2 separate regions of the Mus musculus genome follow, and region 2 is linked to region 1. A link is a contact called in public promoter capture Hi-C data. All regions are on one chromosome and are shown on one strand. Each heading gives the region's core, a stretch centred on a gene start, on an enhancer-like site or on the middle of the called end of the contact. The rest is flanking DNA. Distances are from core to core; before and after follow the strand shown. Region 1 holds the start of Zfp867 (zinc finger protein 867). Region 2 holds the start of Pld6 (phospholipase D family, member 6).

The links. Promoter capture Hi-C pulls out the DNA fragments that hold promoters and counts their contacts.
Region 2: a contact with region 1 is called in a promoter capture Hi-C map of embryonic stem cells. The contact joins the promoter of Pld6 here to the promoter of Zfp867 in region 1. A contact is called at or near these places in 3 of 39 promoter capture datasets (the 3T3-L1 cell line, embryonic stem cells and neutrophils), 1 of 115 datasets of contacts at active chromatin or transcription factors (stem cell-derived neural progenitor cells) and 1 of 9 other capture datasets (adipose tissue).

The regions. Positions count from the first base shown.
Region 1 is chr11:59,470,019-59,474,290 of GRCm38.p6, forward strand. Zfp867 (zinc finger protein 867) reads right to left here and starts at 2,456. Exons shown (of 4, transcript NM_178417.3): 1 at 2,323-2,456. The coding sequence starts at 2,349. It also overlaps the pseudogene Gm12263.
Region 2 is chr11:59,785,723-59,789,994 of GRCm38.p6, forward strand. It overlaps Pld6 (phospholipase D family, member 6), which reads right to left and starts at 1,935. Exons shown (of 2, transcript NM_001290283.1): 1 at 1,496-1,935. The coding sequence starts at 1,913.

The sequences.
Region 1 (4,272 bases), core at 1,206-3,705:
CCAAGTGAGCTCCAGGACAGCCAGGGTTACACAGAGAAACCCTGTCTCAAAAGAATATTTACCTTATTCAGCTCTGAGTACAATTCATACTTATTGAAAAGCTGAGATTCAAATAAATGTGCAACGATCTCAAGGTGATGACTATAAAAAAGGGGGCAAGTCCTGAAGACCAGACAGACCTGTCAGGATCAAGTGCCAAAAAAGGCTGTTCCCTCACCCTAGTGCTGCTGAAAACCTCACCAGCCACACCTCGGGAGACCCTGGACTGACTCAAACACAGTGTCAGCTTCTGCCCCACTGCGCGCTGGAGGTTTTCTTTCTAATCCCTTGAGAGAAGGTTTTCTCCCCTAACAACTGAGAGACTGGAGATGGCAGGAAGTGCTGCTCTGAGGCCCACATTCACCAGCACCTAACTAAACAATGATTCCTAGGAGTGGAGCTAAGCTTAGAGGGAGACAATGTCCCTAAGAATTAACTACGGAGCTGGAGAGACGACTCAGCGGTTAAGAGCACTGCCTGCTCTTCCAGAGGTCCTGAAGTCAATTCCCAGCAACCACATTGTGCCTCAACCCATCTATAATAAGATCTGCTGCCCTTTTCTGGCCTGCAGGCATACATGCAGGCAGAAGATGTATACACAATAAATAAATCCTTTAAAAAAAGGGGGGGGGGCTGGCGACATGGCTCAGTGGGTAAGAGCACTGACTGCTCCTCCAAAGGTCCTGAGTTCAAATCCCAGCAACCACATGGTGGCTCACAACTACCCGTAATGAGAGCTGATGCCCTCTCCTGGTGCATCTGAAGACAGCTACAGTGTACTTATGTATAATAATAAATCTTAAAAAAAAAGGAGGGGGCTGGAGAGATGGCTCAGCAGTTAAGAGCTCTAACTGCTCTTCCAGAGGTCCTGAGTTCAATTCCCAGCAACCACATGGTAGCTCACAAGCATCTGTAATGGGATCCGATGCCCTCCTCTGGTGTACTGAAGACAACAATAGGGTACTCATATACATAAGTATTTAAAAAACAAGGAAAAAAATGAACTATTGAGATGAGGACTATTCGATTGCTCCAGCTCCAGGTCCTCTAGCTGCTCCTCGAAGAGGTTTCACCCCAGATCTCAGGCTGCTGTCTAAGTGGATGATGAAAGGTCAACTTTAGGCTAGGACATATGGCAGCTATAAGAAATTTGTCAGCATCTGGCAGTTCTGAACCTGGGACCATTACTAATAGGAAATGAAAAAGATATTGTGTCAATTTCTATTTATTTAGCAACGAAAATAAACAGTAATGGTTGTCACTTTTAAAACCTTTTACAGTAGAAGTTGGCATTTGAAAATACTGGTACTGAAACTGTTGGGGGCGGGGGGCACTGCAGAGATGGCTCAGTGGTTAAGAGCATTTGTTGCTCTTGAAGAAAGCTGGATGGAGTTCAGTTTCCAGCAACCACTTTGGGGCAGCTCATAACCGCCCATACCTTTAGCTCCAGGGAATCTGACACCGTCTTCTGACTTCCTCAGACACCCACACACGTGTGTGTATCCACATACAGCCACAAATAAAGGCGGGATGACCGCCTGGCATCCCGGCCTTCACTCTGCCGCTGAGGGCACAGAGATAAGTTATGGTCCTTAACCTGCAGTCACCCAGGATTCATGGAAGGACAGCCCTTCACAGAAGCAGGAGCTATCTCCAGAGAAACACCTAGTCCCCTTCAGGTCTCAAATGAGCGGAGACAAAGATGGGCGGGGCCCACCTTACATTAGGCTGCTGTGTTTAAGCTTTTTTTTTTTTTGGTCTGGCCTTCCTCTATTTAAGCCTAAAGCTCCTGTCCAAAGATCAATTGGGGTAGGAGTGTCCTAGACCCTTCATCTGTCCCGCTTCTACGGTGCCCGCACTGACGAAATCTCTCTCGGCTTTTTCCTACTAACCAACCATCGATGTCCTGAGACTAGCGGGGGGACGGCCCTAAAGACTGGAATTTTGGGACTTCACTGTGAACACGGGGGCGTGGGACAGGCAGGCGAAGAGTAAATAGATTGAGACCCCACTTTCCAAGACTCGGGAAAGCCCAGCCATGGCTGAAGGGCGGGAACCCACAACCAAGAAGCCAGCGTCCCAAGTCCTAAGGTGGGTCGGCCATGACGCCCCAAGTCCTGAGGTGAGTCGGTCAGGCCGCCGCGAGGGCAGATGGGAAGCGAGGGGACCCAGGACACCCAGGACACCGGACAGCACCGGGATCGGGCCGCAGACACCAGCTACGGAGGCCTTCCCTGCGGCTGGTACTGGTTGGCTGTAGCCAGCGTCGGCCGGAACGCTCACCATTTCCGAATTTCTGCTGTCCCGCATCGTCGTCGTCTGCACCTCATAAGGACGCTAGCTACAGCGGAGCCACCATACACAACTGTGAGCCAGACATAGAACCTGAAGAAACGGAACCTGAACAAGAACTAAACAGTGAAAAGAACCAAACACCGCGAGAGTAAAGCATCCTGCCCCGCCCCTCCGCTCGAGCTGCGGCCTGATTGGACAATTCCACTCTGATAGACGAAGGGTTTGGACACGCCCCCAATCCTTGAGTGATTAGGGATGTAATCTAACCTTTGACAGAGAGATACTTACGGGACAAGATTTGTTTGCACTCTAGCAATGGCCCTGCCAGGACAGGACACACTTGTACTTTACCTACAGAAACATATCCATGGAACAATAACATATAGATAGATAGATAGAGAGAGAGATAGAGATAGAGATAGATAGATAGATAGATAGATAGATAGATAGATAGATAGATAGATATACACATATACATACACACACACACATATGCTATTTACAACTGGAAATTCCTAACATGACAATTATTTGAAATTTTTATTGTGAATACATTGAGACAGGGAGGGTCTCGTGTAGCTTGCCTCAAATACAGTTCAGGCCAGCCTTGAACCCCCGGATCTGCTTGCCTCCATCTTTGGAGTGCTAGAAGGACATGTGTGCTATTATGCATCACTGGGGATCCTGCTAAGGACTTCTTGTATTCTAAACAAGGACTCTGCCAACTGAGCCAGAGCCCTCATTTTTAAAAATTTAGATGTCATAATCTTCCTAGCTTGAGGACTGTAATGGCTATTGTTGGTTGTCACCTTGGCTACGTCTAGAATCAACTAAAACCCGAGAGGCTGGGAATGCTTGTGAGCGATTTTTCTTGACTGGATCATCTGAGGTTAGAGGACCTACTCTAACCCTGAAGCACACCTTCATGACAGGCTATATGATGCAATGTGGAAGAAGGAAGCTCCTGCTCCTTACCTGCTTGTCTCCCCTCCCATTGGCAAGTCTGTCTCCCCTGCCACCAAAGCATGCCTTTGCTGCTATTAGAATCTACTTCTTTAGGGTTCCAGTGTCTACTGAGGACCAACAGAGACATCCGTCCCCATGGGTTGCCCACAGCTCTCTGTTGGGGGACAGCTAGTATCGAACTAGCTGAACCACAGCCTGTAAAGCACTCTAATAAATTATATATATACTATCAGCTCTGTTCATCTAGAGAGCTCTGGCCAAAACAAGGAGCTAGCCTGAGCTTTAAAAGGGAAGGCACTCCTCTAAGATAGCAATGTTGAATAGAAGTTTTGTTTGTTTGGTTTTTTTTTTTTTTTTTTTTTTTTTTTGGTTTTTCGAGACAGGGTTTCTCTGTGTAATGTTGGCTGTCCTGGAACTCACTCTGTAGACCAGGCTGGCCTTGAACTCAGAAATCCGCCTGCCTCTGCCTCCCAAGTGCTGGGACTAAAGGCATGCGCCCCCACTGCCCAGCTTCGAATAGAAGTTAATGAAGGGCCACATCTATAATTTTTTTTTAAAGGGTGAAGCACTCCAATGCCAATTTATTTTAATCGGGCTCTGTGTTATCTATGGTTTGCCTCTTTCCCTTATAATCGCACAACCTTTGAAAATTACATAAGTTGTAATGATCTAATACTATTAATAGCCATTCAGAAAAAAAAGTCCCCTCCCGCCCAACAACCATCCAGGGGAAATTTAAAGTCCTCATTAGAGGCCAGCTCAACACGGCCTCTACCCTGGTAGAAATAAAAATAAAAAAGATGAGGAGAAAACAAATCGGCTAAGAGGTGTGTTGCCAGTGTCTTTCAGGAGTGGGGCCCTGGCTGTTGCCTGGGTGGTGAAAGGCAGAGCCTGCAGCCTGCAGGACGGCAGCCGGGCGGCCTCACAGCTACATCTTCCTCACCCCGGCACAGCCACAGCCCAGTTTAGGTG
Region 2 (4,272 bases), core at 685-3,184, 320 kb after region 1:
GCAGCACCCACCACACTGCCGTTCACCTTAGCTCAGAGGACCTCTTGCTTTAGTTAGACCTCAGCAGCTGGTTCCTGACTTGGGCACTTCATGCTAGCTGGACCTTCTTGATGCCTCTCCAGAGCCTTCTGATCTATGTGTTTCCCCACAAACACCTGGTGGTACCAAATACTGGCACATTGTGCACTTGATGGAACAATCTGGAACTCAGCCAGCTGTGGCCAGAACATCAGTTGGAAGTTCTATCTGTGATGACATATTGGTTCTTTCCAAATCCGAGGGTTTGTTTTTTGGTTTTTCGAGACAGGGTTTCATTGTATAGCCCTGGCTGTCCTGGACCTCACTTTGTAGACCAGGCTGGCCTCGAACTCAGAAATCCGCCTGCCTCTGCCTCCCGAGTGCTGGGATTAAAGGCATGCGCTACCACGCCCGGCAGTGCCACCACGCTGAATCTGAGATTTTATGACTCTCCAAACTCTAAATACAGTGACATCAACCATGTCTGATACCTACTGTCCACCACCCAAAATGATGACCTGGCTGAAGGTCACTTTGTGACTGCCAGCAAGGGGACAGGGGCAGCTATCAGACTGACAGAGTGCTTCTGTGCTGCCCACGTGAGTGATACACAACAGGTCAGTGCTGCGGTGTTCTTCCTTCCCTATGAGGGATCTGGAAGCAGACCTGGTTTCCAAGGCTACACCATCCCCAGGATGTGGGAAGACAGGCCGTGTGGAGGAAATAAAAAGCCTCGAGAGCCCTACAAAGCCTGGACATCTCCCAAGGGCTCCCCTAGCCTGTCAGCCACTGTGGGCACAACGATTAGGCTAGGCAGGTGTGTGGGAGGGACATGGGGGCACTGACTCCTGCGTAATGAAGGGATCTAGCAGTCAAAGTTTGTGTTCCTCCAGTGCCAACCACTTGAAGGAAAACAAACAAGGGCCACAGGCCTAAGGGAGGATATTGTCACACCTGCTGCTGAGCTGTAGGCGGGCCAGACATACCTATGGGCCCAGAGGTGATCGCTGAGAAGCAAGTATTCGCCACACTGTAGGGTCCACTTTCCAATGATCACAGAGTCTAGTGGGAAACTCACTAATCAACACTGTCACTCCTACTCCCGCTGTGGTCACACAGCCGCTAAGGGTTTCTCAGTGTTGGCTGAGTTTAAACTGACTTAAGTTTTATCCTCCATGCCTTCACTTATGTCAGCCATCTCAGCCTAGAACAATCACAGAAATTAAGTCTAAACACACACGCCTCTAAGGTCAAGGTCAGAGCGTGGAAACTGGTGGGAATTGCCACATACCTTACTCATGGGGAGCCCAGACACGGAATATAACAGACTATGAACCTTGGCTCCTTGGCCCGCTCATCTCTGCCTGCCTGCCTCCACCTTTCTCCCTGAAATGCTACCTGCTCTGGACAAAGTCGGTAGGGGCATCAAGTAAGTCCTCTACCCCTCTGCCGGTGTGCACCCTCGGCGGCGGTTTACCTGCCTTGCGCAGCAGGCCGATCTGAGAGCCGTTGAGGGCCATGTAGTCGCAGTCAGTGATGACCCGCACGCGCACCCCACGCTGATGCAGCAGCTGCACTGCACGCCCCAGCTGCGGGCTGGAGAAGGCGAAGAGGCAGAGCTCCAAGCTGGAGCGGGCGGCCAACAGCGCGCGCAGCAGGCGGCTCAGTGAACTCTCGCTGTGGGGGAGGCTACACGGGCAGCCCGAGGGCCCGGGAGGCAACCCTGGGGCCTGCAGTAAAGCCTCGGTGCAGGTCACCTGTGAGGGGAAGAAGAGCACCTCGCGCCTTGGCCGCCGCCCAGCCAGCAGCCAACGCATCAGCCACGGCAGTGCCTCTAGGGCCAGCGCGAGACCCGCACCAGCCGCGAACACCAACCGCCAACTCGAGCGCCCCATGGCCGCCACCTCTAAGGTCAGCCGTAGCACCAAGCGCTTGCGCGCCCAACACGTGCCAGCCCGCCCCCAACTCCGGGTGTGCCACGCCCCCTTGCGGGGCCCGCCCCCAGCCAGGAGCTAAACTAGCGGTTGCACAGCTTTCCCAAGCTAGCAAAGAGCCCTTGGGGAAGCGCGCTCATTGGTGGACCAGGCTGGCCTTGAACTCAGAGATCTGCCTGCTTCTGCAGAGTGCTGGGATTGAAGGCGAGTACCTTCATTTGACTTCTTTTCCTATGTGTTTCCCATGAATTTCCTTCCCTTACCTGACTGCTCTAGAGTTTCTGCATCGCATTGAAAAGAAATGGGGATAGTGGGATGCCGTCTCCTGATTTTAATGGGATTTGCTTTGGGATTTTCTTCAATTACCATGTTGTTTGTGGATTTGTACGGTCTACAGGAAGGAGTTATGAACGGTACTATAAATATAGCCAATGGATAGGCCAGAGGCCTGCGGGAGAAGAACTTATTTGCTGCCAGTTTCCTAGGCCAAAATCATTTCTGTTTTCTAAAAACTTATATCCACAGATAAGTGCAGCTCTCACCCCTCATCAAAGAACTTCCTTTTCAACAGATGAAGACAATCAGAGTTCCACAACTGATCAGAATGCTGAGAATTCGCAACTGTGGGGATAGATTCCCCGCTTACGAGGTTTGGCAGCAGGTACTTTTGCTCATCCCCAACTGATACACCTGCATTGTAACCCAGACACCTAAGGCTAAGTATAATGGAAGAAGTGATGGAAAGACTATATGAACCAGAGGCTCAGGACACCCAGTGTTAGATAGTGTGCCCTAGACAGGGGAAACACACTCATGAACTTAGGTCCACAGTGGTCCACACTCAGCACCATGTCTTTTGTCCCTAATGATGCAGCAAGTTTTGCTCACTGTGAGATGAATTCAGAGCTGCCTCGGGTTGCGTTCCTACAGCTGAAACAGCAGACAATCAGAAGCTTTGACTGAACATAGGACAGTGACTGAACATAGGAGAATGTCACATGCTGGAAGACAGGAAGACCTCTGACCCAAAACTTAGAAGATACAGACAGACATCACTTTCTTCATCCCTCCAGGACCACCCAGGCCAGCATGGCTTCCTATGCTGAGCTCGATGGGGCACACACACACACCCCTTCCTGTTTTAAGGAGACCCTCTCATACCCATGCTCCCGATACTTTCCTCATCTGCAGAGACTGACCTATTTCCTGACGTTGGGCACCATTAGACAAACCGGTCTTATTCTGTAGCATAGCCTGGTTTAGATGGTCTCAGACTTACAGCAATCTTCTAGCCTTAGCCCTCAAGAACTGGCATTATAAGACTAAGCTGAGTCATCGTGCTCAGCCCTGTTAACAGTGAAGCACATACATAATGCAAGCCATGCTAGATTCTATTGTCCAGTGTCTGAATCCATCTGAGCCTGCAGGTGCACCCTATGATGCCTCCCTCAGCCCCACTGGTACACACGACACACAGTACACACAGTTGCATCTCCTCGATGGAACCGGATTGATTGATAGTATATCTGTCTTAGTGTTTTATCGCTGTGAACAGACACGATGACCAAGGCAACTCTCATAAGGACAACATTTAATTGGGGTTGGCTTACAGGTTCAGAGGTTCAGTCCATTATCATCCAGGCAGAAACATAGCGGCATCCAGGCAGGCATGGTGCAAGAGGAGCTGAGAGTTCATCATCTGAAGGCTGCTAGCAGAATACTTGCTTCCAGGCAGCTAGGAGGAGGGTATTAAAGCCCACACCTACAGTGACACACCTACTCCAAGAGGCCACACTCACTCCAACAGGGCCATAGCTTCTAATAGTGCCACTCCTTGGGCCAAGCATATGCAAACCATCACATTCCACAATCTGGCCCCAATAGGCTTGTTCAAACATATGGGGGCCATACTTAAACATAGCATAATGCAAAATACATATAGTTCAACTTCAAAGGTGCCCATAGTCTATAGCAGTCTCAACAATGTTAAAAGTCCAAAGTTCAAAGTCTCTTCTGAGATCCATCCAATCACTTAACTGTAATCCCCAAAGCAAGACAGGAAACCAGCTGGGCAAACTCCAAACTCTGCATCTCCATGTCTGATGTCAAGGTGGTCTTCAGATCTCCAGTTCCTTTTTCATCTTTGTTGACTGCAACAAACTTCTGTCTCCTGGGCTGGTTCTACTCCCTGTTAGCAGCTCTTCTCAGCAGATAGCCCATGGCTCTGGCACCTCAAACATCTTTGAGTCTCCAAGGCAACTTCAATGTTACAGCTTCTTGTTTCAATGTCTGGGATCCACCCATGATCTTCTGGCTTCTC